Linked DNA regions of Mus musculus: all the other regions are linked to region 1. Evidence: chromatin contacts called from public HiChIP or PLAC-seq and Micro-C data. All regions are on one chromosome and are shown on one strand. The core of a region is the stretch at or near the end of the contact, and the rest is flanking DNA. Distances in the headings are between cores, read along the strand shown.

Region 1 (3,012 bases), core at 113-2,612:
CTAAAGTGGTAAGACACAGTGGCAGAGCGAAGGGGAAAAAAATCCAAATCAAAACAGCCTTAAGAGATTTTTCAAATATTTTAAATCAAAATTCCTCCTCTGCCCGTAACAAACCCAACCCAGAAATTCACAGCGCGTTAAGCAGCACTGCGAACTGCAAACCGAAGAATTTTCCTTTGACACTCCACTCACGGTTTTCAGCTGTCAAATTACAACTCCAGAAAACACTATCATTAGAATAAAAAAGGAAACAAAAAGGCTCTCACCGCAGGGGCCCAGGAGCAGTTTGGCAGTACCAAGGCGAAGGAAGGAGAGCAAAGGGAATCCAATCCACTTCCCCAACCCCCGCCTGACTTCATTCCCCTCCCGGGGCAGTCAACCTCACTGCAGGGGCTCAAATCTAATAATAATAACAATAATCATGGCGCTCCCTCCCTCCTCCCCCTCCCAACCCGCGGTCTGCCGGGAATCTCTCCCCCACCCCCACCCCGCCTCCCCGGGGAAACCCAGCCCCCGGGACACGACTCGCGGGAGCCCCCGAACCCGCCGCTCCTCTTCCCTCTCTTTTCCACCTCCACCATCCCCCATCCGCATTGTCTGTCTCAATTCAACTTTGACTAATATGGATTCCTCGGGCCTGGGCCGGGAGCCCCCGGCTCCGCCGAGTTCAACGAGGCTCCTCGCGGGAGGGGGAGGGGGCAGCGCGCCGGGCCGTCTACACCGCAGCCGCGTCCACACCGCGCCGGCCCCCGCCCCGCGGCCCGAGGCTCCCAAGTTTGGCCCACACCGGGCCTACAGGGGGCGGTAGGGCCCCCGGCGCGGCCGTGGGGGAGGGGAAAAAGGAGGGAGGTGCCCCTCCCCCGCCCCATTACCTGTCATTGAGCTGGTCCTCGGTGCCCGGCAGCGGGTGGACCACGAAATGGATGGACGTCATGGTACCGCCTGCGCGCCCCGCTCCCGGGAACGAGCCGCTCCCGCTGTCGTCCGGCCCCCCGATCCCCTTCCCGTCCCCGGATCCCACGGCCGCCGCCACCGCCTCCTCCTCCCGGTCCCCAAACGGAGGGCCGCGAGCGCGCAGGGACCGCCGCCTCCCCGCCGAGCGTGTGTCCGCGGCCCGGCGGCCCGGCGCGGCGGGCGGGAGGGCGGATCAACGCGCCGCCCGCTCGGCCGGCCACGGCGCGCACGGACGAGGGCAGCCCGGAGCGCGGCGAGCGGCGGGTGGAGAGGTGCCGGGGCGGACGCGGCGGACGCGGGGAGCGGGGAGGGACAGCAGCCCGCAGCGCGCGTCACTGGCGACGAACCGCCGCCGCCAGCGCCGCCGCCGCCATCTTCACTTCTGCCCCAGTTTCTCCGTCTCGCAGCCTGGGCGCCGATCGGCGGGGGAGGGGCGGAGGGCGGGGCCGCGGGGGCGGGGCTCTGCGCGCGGGGCGGGGCTCCGGGAAACGGGCGGCCGGGCCCCAGCGATTGGGCCGCTTAACGTTGTCGGGCCACGGTGCTGTAAGGTGCTCGCCTATTGGCGCGCTGGGCCGCGAGCCCGGCCCCCCGGGGCGGGGCGGCGTGTTCCAGAGAGCACGTGCTCGGGAAGCCGGGCGAAAGGGCACGCGCGCCGGGTTTCTTTTCCTCCCGGATCCCTAATGGTTGTGCATATGCGAATGGCTTGTTGTTGTTTCTCGTCCTCCAGCCGCATTTATACTTAAGAGAAATGTACCCCGAGGAACCAGAGATGCTCCGCTTCCTACGGCAGGCAGTTACGTAAGAGCCTTATCAAAACCTGATAGTAGGATCTTGGAAGTGACTGTGTAGCAGCTTTCATCAGCACTACCATCGTGCAACGTGGAAATTTCCACTTTTTAGTTATTCGTGTGGTTTTTATATGGGGGTGGTTGTGTGTGTGTATACTTTAATGAAAGATGATATGCATCTGTTGTAGGGAGATTTCTTGTGACCTGGGGTATCAGAACTACAACTTATGAAATTCTTCCTCCTCCGCGTACCCTCACTCCCGAACCGGTACAGTTTCCCTCTTAAAGTTTTCTGTGATCCTTTCGAAATATCGAATTCCGCTGAAAGCATGAAGCCTCTTCTCCAGTCTGTAACAGTCGTTCGTTAAATCGGGTATACAACATTAATGATTGCACAGCAGAGCAGTTTTCTTCTCTTCTTTAGTTTAGGAAGTTCTTTTGAGAATACATGAAAAATTAGATATCAAGATTTACTGGGTACACCATGAGACAGATAAGGAATAATTTTTAGTTGGCCATCAGCTCCAGTTTTCACCTAGATAAACTACAAAGTGTTCAAGGCTGGTCAATGATGCACACCTTTGTCCCAGCACTCAGAAGACAGAGGCAGACAGACATCTTAAGTTGTGGGCCAGCCTGATCTAAGAGTTCCAGGCCAGTTAGAACTACACAGTAAGACCTTGTGTCAGTCAATTAATAGTGAGTTAAGCCACTGAAAGCGCTGCATCCCATGACTACCAACCATCCTGTAATTGCTACTTTGATTTTTTTTTCCCCTCAAGTCCGTGTGATGGACACTGCTGGTTCTAGAGTCAGACAAAGTAGAATTTCAGTCCTGATTCTGCTACTTAACCAAGTGGCCTTAATTATTTACCCAGTTACAGCATTTTGTTATACACTGGGTCTAAATACTGTATGTCAAGCAAAAAGATGTGTCAGGCACACAGCAGTTCATACACATAATGAAAGATTTTTAACATATTGTGTGCACTGCTTTATACTGCCAATGGCTCCAAGTACAGTACACCTCACTCTAAGGCAAAGGATGTCCTGGCTAGCCCGGCAGTGGTGATCCACACCTTTAATCTCAATGCTCCAGGGAGGTAGGCAGAGATCTTTCTGTTCCAAGCCAGCCTGGTCTACACAGTGAGTTCAGGAAAGCTAGGAATACACACAGAGAAACCCTGTCTAGGAGAGGTGGAAAAAAGTCCTTGTTGCATAAGGATTCCAGAGCCCAAACACCTTAGTGCTGAGGCTCAGACAAAAAGCA
Region 2 (3,212 bases), core at 359-2,858, 1.1 Mb before region 1:
GCCTGCCTCTGCCTCCTAAGGGCTGGGATTTTAAGGCCTGTGTCACTTCACCATGTTCCAATGGCATATTTAAAAGTACATTTTGATGGTGGGTCTTCAATACATGAACACCAATGCTTTGAAAACATTCCTTAAAAAAAAAAATTAATATATATGGGTACACTGTCGCTGTCTTCAGACACACCAGAAGAGGGCATCAGATCCCATTATAGATGGTTGTGAGTCACCATGTGGTTGCTGGGAATGGAACTCAGGACCTCTGGAAGAGAAGACAGTGCTCGTAACCGCTGAGCCATCTCTCCAGTCCTGAAAACACTCTTAATGTCCCCCTGTCTTAGTATCAGATCTTTACTAGATCATTCTGATTGTCTAAAACATCTTAACTCTTCCATAAAGCATGGCTTATGTATGTGAATTACTTGGTGAACAGATCTTAAGGGTTTTATGCTTAAGTTACAGAACCTCACATCAGTAATTCCAGAACTTTCCTTGCCATCTAGAAATTAAAGCAGCTACTTTGATAACCTTTTCATGAAGCGTGCTGTAAAAACAATGCCATCAGATAAGCAAAAACTATTTTTTAACTTTTGCGTTTAGGGCTTCTCCTAAAACACAACAGAACACCTAAGATTTAACCCATTTTCTTTACCACCACCAACGGTTACAAAAAGGCAAACGCTTCAATAAACACAAAATGTAACACTAGGCAAAGGAGATCTGTTCTAACAGGCTAGCTGAGCGGGGCAGGCCCCTAACTTCTGACAGCACAGATTTCCTTTCTGAAAGCAGAAGTGCAAACGATCCAACCACCTGCTTTCGGACAGTTCAACTTACAATTTGCTCTTGACCAGCTCATCGAGTTTTTGACAAAATCTTACGTATAAATCGCTCCCTGATTAAGTGGGACAAACTGAAAGGCAATAAATCGTTTGCAAACAGTTACCAGCTGATTTTTAATAAAAGTTTTAGCTTTCCCAGGAGGCTGCAAATGAGCTACGAACCAGGAAGAGTTCTTGGAATACCAGGACTCTTGAGAAGGAGGCCCTAAGGGGCCGCTTAAAGAGAAACAACTTACTCTGAGGCCGGGGAGCCAGGAAATGGGCTCACACTCTGCAACCAGCCAGAGCAAGGGGCCCAGGTCGGCTCCGCGGCACGATCCCAGCTCTCAACAGCCATTCGTGGGCAGACTCAACCCCACGGTTGCAGCCCGGCCCGCCCGAGGCCTCGGCGGCCCTCAGCCCCGCGCCCGCTCCGCCGGGAGTCCGACGCCCGCCCCGGCCTCCCGCCGCCGCGTGCCTCCCGCCCCGGCTCCCGCGTCCTGCGGCGCCGCTTACCCGGGCCGGGCCGGTCTGGCGTCCGAGAGACCGCGCAGCGCGAGAAGAGCTGGGCAGGACGAGTAGGGAAGGAAGGGTCGAGCCCCGCACCGCTTGGGGCCTCCGCCACCCGCAGAGGAAGGACCGAGCAGAGCCGGGAGCACAACAGCCCGCGCCTCGCACACCCGCCGCAGCGCGCGCCCGCCGCGCCTGAGCCCGAGGCAGGCCCGTCGCTCGTGCCCGCGCACGCCGCGCCGCACTCCCAGTCGCCTCAGCGCCGCCTGCTTGCCCGCGCGGTCCCGCCCCTCACCTTCCTGCGGCGGCTTTGCCCCGCCCCTCTAGCATGCCCGCGTCCTTCCGGTCTGCAGGCCAATGGCAGCTCTCCCCTGTTACATAAGCGCGCGGGGGCGGGGCCTAAGACGGGAACTGCGGGGCCCTCGCCCGCCCCTCTGCTTCCCGCCCGCTCTCTCGGTGTCGTCTCAGCGTGTCCCCCTGCCCTTGCGGTGTGTGACCTCCGGTCTACGGGCGGCTGTCGGCCGAGTGGCTCAGCAGTCACTCTTTCGTGTTTCACTCACCCGGCCTGGCCTTTGCCCCGCCGCCCTCGTTTTTCCCTGGCCAGCCGGGAGCCCTGTAAGGCGCTAGCCGGAGCGGCGGGGGAGTCGCGTCCGGGGCCCCGCGTGGCCGCCGCTCGGCCATGACCCCCTGCCAGACTCGCTGCCATTGTTCCCTCACTGGTTCCGTGCTCAGGGTATTTTGACTTACTAGGGACTTTCACATAGATGGAGACTTGAGCCTGAAAAATCGGCTAAATCCTAACGTGCTCGCTTGGCCTGTGCAGGCTGGCTATTGGATTGCTAATACTTGGGGAAAGAATAAAAGGTCGTTCCCCGCCTCCACTTGATTTAGACCACGTTGTGAACTTCAGATACCTTATTAAGAGCGATTGCAATTCTAACATCTAGTGGTGGTTAGAAATGGCGTTGTAAATCTCTGCATTTGTTGCCCTGTACCTGCAACAAGCTGCTCCCCATTAGATCTAATTAGGTTATAGGTATACTGCTTTTGTGGCCTTAAAACCACTATGTGGTTCAGTCTGTCCTAGAACTGAACCCTTTCACCTCCACAGGAGCTACATGACCATGTGTCGCCATGCCCAGTCAGAATCTCAAACTTGCCTGCCAGTAGCCAGAGAATTCGTTGACTATGAGCATAGTCTACTTTACTTGTACTATGATAACCTTGTCACAGTATTGTTAAAAATAGCCAGAAAGGTGCAACGCAGCTGGGCCATGATTGAAGTGGGCTCATCTTTGATTCATTTCACTTTATGCTCACAAGCCTTTATTAAAATGTAGTTACGTGTTTAAGTTTTGTTACTGTTGCTGATGGTAATCTGTAATCTCCTTTTTATTACTGTATAGCCAGTGACCAACAAAGTGCTGAAAAAACAATATTGAACAGAATGTGTCTAAAGAGACAGGTTTGGAACAGACATGTCAAGAAGCTATAACATAGTTATTAATGGTGGCCACATTTACTGTTGTGTTAATCTGCCTTTTGGGTTGAGAGTCTTGGAGGATCTAGACTTGGGAAATACAAAGAGCTGTTTGTCTAGTCATGAATGACAATGGACACTGCAACTAGACTGTGACATCTGCAGGGGTGAGGTGGTGTCTGAAGTCTTGTGAAGTAGGATTGGTTTGTTGCTTTTTGTCCTGTGGCCTGGGGGAATACTCAAAAGCTAGTATCCCTTGAGTTTTTAATTCATATCTCCTGCAGGAACCTGACAAAAGCTGTAGCTGGAGTTAGTTCTCTCTCTCAGGACAGGACTTTGTTAACCGGGGTCTATGGGGAGTCACTAGGTGTTTAGTGGTAGCTCTGCCTTCTTTCTGGCTGGGG
Region 3 (3,049 bases), core at 461-2,960, 1.1 Mb after region 1:
TAGAAATCACAAGAGACATGTAGTGCCGCTTTGTCTGTTCCCAGTTCTCTCAAACTGAGACTAGTCAGATGGTACCTGGGGAACAAAGGAGGGAGAGAGCTTACTACACGTAAATACAATACAAACCCCGAAGGTTTTACTCACCAGCCTATAACCTGGCCTAGTACTAAGCAGTGCGAGTGTGGAAGGCGTGGTAGGGGTGTGTACATACACACGCACGAACACTGTAACCTTGCTAACCAAGCACCTGTCTAGTGGCAGGAAGAGGAAGAGGGGGTGATCCAGATCACCTCAGCTGGCTCGCCCCGCCCCGAGGGAGAGCTGTCTGGGCTGCGCTGGGCTTCTCTGAGAGCCCGCGCCGGTGGTGGCCACCTCCCTCCTATTGGAGTCGGTTTTCTTCTGTTCTTTGACTGAGCCTGTCTCCAGGCTTTCTAAAATCAGGCTAACGCTCCAATAACGACTCTTCTCTAGATTAGAGTGACCGGCAGAAAGGGGCTGAACGGCCCGATTCCTCCGGGGACGTGATCTGACCCTTTCCCTCTTACACCTTCCAATCGCCTCGGGCAAACCGCCCCAGCATCCTGTCTTCTGTACCTCTCCGTGCAGCGGGTACCGACAACCCAGTTTTCCAGAACTTCCGCACTCCCGCCCAGGTCCTTTCCACTCCCTCAGGCTCTTCCCCGCTGCGAGTCCCGGGCCGCTGACACCGCAGGGACACCCACCTGCTCCGATCTTCCCTCGTCCAGGGTCCAGTACCCCGCCCGGGACAGCTCGGGGGGCGCCCGGTCCCTCAGGCTCGGCGCCAGCCACCTGAGATCCTCCCGCCCCCACCGCCCACAGCCCCGCACCCCGGGGCGCCCGCTCCCTCGCCGCCCTGCTCCTCACAGCTCCCCGCCCCGCCCCAGCCGTTAGCAGGGTCCGGGGCGAGCGTCGGCCGAGTCCGGGCCTGGGCGGTTCGCAGGGGACACGGGCCCGGCGGGAAGAGTCGGCGAGGCAGAGGCGGCGCGGGCGAGTGCACCTAGCGGGCCCGCCGCGCCGACTCCGCGGACACTGGGGGCGGCGGCGGCGGGACCCCGGGCGGGCGCGTGATGAGGCGCGGCGGGCGGCCGGCCCCGCGGCGCGCGCGAGCTCACTTGGGTCCGGGCGTTGGCAGCCGCGGGCCGCGGGCCGGAAGATCGGCCGTCTGGGGCCGGGGTGGGGGCTGGGGTCCCCTGCCGCAGCCCGCGCCTCGTGGTTCCCGGAGGGGTCCTCCCTCGCGGAGCCCCGGAGCCCGGTGACGCGCCAGCCGGCGGGACGGCCGCTCTCGCCGCCTCCGGGCGCTCGGGGCGAGTTCCCGGGACTCCCCAGGGGTCGGGCTCGCGGGCAGCGCTTCCCGCTCCGCTCCGCCGCCGCGCCGGACACTCGCGCCCCGGCCCGCGGCCGCCTCCCTCCAGTCACCCCACCCTCAGCCGTCCCCGCCACCTTACTCCACCGCCCTCCCCCGCCGCTCCGCGCACTCGGCGTCGGGGCCTCCAGCTCCTCGCTCCCGCGAACCGCTCACTTGGCAGCCCTTCGCCCCCGGGAAGAAGAAACATTTCCCCGAGCGCACTCCTCAGCCCTCCCCCCTCGGCCCTCCCCTCCCCCTGCCTTCTTTCCTGGGGGAGGGGGGCTGTCGCCTCGGATTGAAGGCCATTGATTTGTATGCATTTGTCCCAGCCCCGGAGGCTGCCCCAGCCGCCCGCGCCCGAGCCGCGGCTGCCAGCGGAGTTGCCTCCCTGCTTCCCTAGGGTGGTTCGGCTCCGCCAAACATGTCGGCTCCGCTCGGGCCCCGGGGCCGCCCGGCTCCCACCCCGGCGGCCTCTCAACCTCCTCCGCAGCCCGAGATGCCGGACCTCAGCCACCTCACGGAAGAGGAGAGGAAAATCATCCTGGCTGTCATGGATCGTCAGAAGAAAGAAGAGGAGAAGGAGCAGTCCGTGCTCAAGTAAGGACCCGGCTCCATCTTCCCGCCTCCCTCCCTGCCCTCCGCCCCCCTCGGCCGCTTCCCCGCGACCGCCCGCGCGCCGGGGATCGCCGCCTTTCCTCCCCGCCGGTGGCGCGGGGGCCACGAGGGCTGCGGCCCGCGGCCGCCAGGGTCGCTTTCTAGTTGTCAGCCGCGGGGGTGTGTGTCGCGGAGGGAGGGCGCCGAGGCCGGCTGAGGTGACGGTGGCGAGCTCGGGGAGGCGGCGGTTTCCCCGGCGCCCTCCGGCTTTCCCCGCGGGCCACTTCGGCTCCCGGGATGAGGCTGAACCCTGGCTCCTCGCGTCCCATTTCCTTTCCCGCCGCCCCCGCGCGGAGGCAGTGACTGGGGCAAGGAATCCAATATGGCCGTGCACAGGTGCTCCCGGGCCGGACCCGGGTGAAGCGCCCAGGCCCGGGGTGCCGGTGCCACCGGGGTCGCTCGTCCCGCGCCTGCGAGGGCCGGCTCCGTCCCCAGCCCCGGGAGGAGCTGCGCTGCCCACGGTCGCAGCGGACAGGAAGGCTGCGGGGCGGGCGAGGGGGCCTAAGCGCGGTCTCGTCTCGTCTCGGGTGGGTGTGCGGCCGCCGCCATCTTCCAGCCCCTCCCCCTCGGCGGGTGCTAACACCCTGCACTCTGCTGCTGTTCTTCCTGTTTGCAACTAGTAAATCTGTAGGATCCCGAGGAGACTCCACTTCCTACCATCGTGGCAGTTTGGGTTGCTCCCTGCTTGTGAAGTTCTACTATGTTTGCTCACAGTCCAGCCAGCGGGGTTTTGGCGAGGGTGGGAGGCGTGAAAGTAGCACCCAAGCATCGGTTTAGAGGCGGTGTAACTTCAGCACCAGGGAACTGTCCAGAATGAGTTTTCCTTTACTTTGGGATTCCTTGTCAGTGTAGCACTGTAGCTGAGATTGTTTCTACAGGTTTGCTTTTAAATGTTTTATGATTTTTTATATCTCGGTTGCTTCTGGAAAGTCATTGTCTGGATCTGTAAAGATCTGTAACCCTTTAATGTTTGTCCAAGTCGTTACTCACTATAAAAATTAACCTGTATATGCCTAAAGAGAGGGAGGG

What was found. A called contact is a pair of places that touch in the nucleus more often than the background predicts. HiChIP or PLAC-seq counts read pairs in DNA pulled down with a chosen protein or histone mark.
Region 2: a contact with region 1 is called in an H3K27ac HiChIP or PLAC-seq map of regulatory T cell precursor, with 8 times the contacts expected there. The contact joins the promoter of Zfp706 here to the promoter of Ubr5 in region 1. A contact is called at or near these places in 3 of 39 promoter capture datasets (embryonic stem cells, hippocampal neurons and pre-B cells), 1 of 484 Hi-C or Micro-C datasets (muscle stem cells), 5 of 115 datasets of contacts at active chromatin or transcription factors (astrocytes, extraembryonic endoderm stem cells, pancreatic cancer cells and 2 more) and 1 of 9 other capture datasets (adipose tissue).
Region 3: a contact with region 1 is called in a Micro-C map of embryonic stem cells, with 9 times the contacts expected there. The contact joins the promoter of Rims2 here to the promoter of Ubr5 in region 1. A contact is called at or near these places in 1 of 39 promoter capture datasets (embryonic stem cells), 2 of 484 Hi-C or Micro-C datasets (embryonic stem cells and nephron progenitors) and 2 of 115 datasets of contacts at active chromatin or transcription factors (astrocytes and embryonic stem cells).

What each region holds. Positions count from the first base shown.
Region 1 is chr15:38,077,492-38,080,503 of GRCm38.p6, forward strand. It overlaps Ubr5 (ubiquitin protein ligase E3 component n-recognin 5), which reads right to left and starts at 1,363. Exons shown (of 59, transcript NM_001112721.2): 1 at 873-1,363. The coding sequence starts at 934.
Region 2 is chr15:37,005,794-37,009,005 of GRCm38.p6, forward strand. Zfp706 (zinc finger protein 706) reads right to left here and starts at 1,609. Exons shown (of 4, transcript NM_026521.4): 1 at 1,335-1,609. LOC115488529 reads left to right here. Exons shown (of 2, transcript XM_030248876.1): 2 at 1,063-2,680. The coding sequence ends at 2,011.
Region 3 is chr15:39,196,576-39,199,624 of GRCm38.p6, forward strand. Rims2 (regulating synaptic membrane exocytosis 2) reads left to right here and starts at 1,711. Exons shown (of 27, transcript NM_053271.2): 1 at 1,711-1,963. The coding sequence starts at 1,788.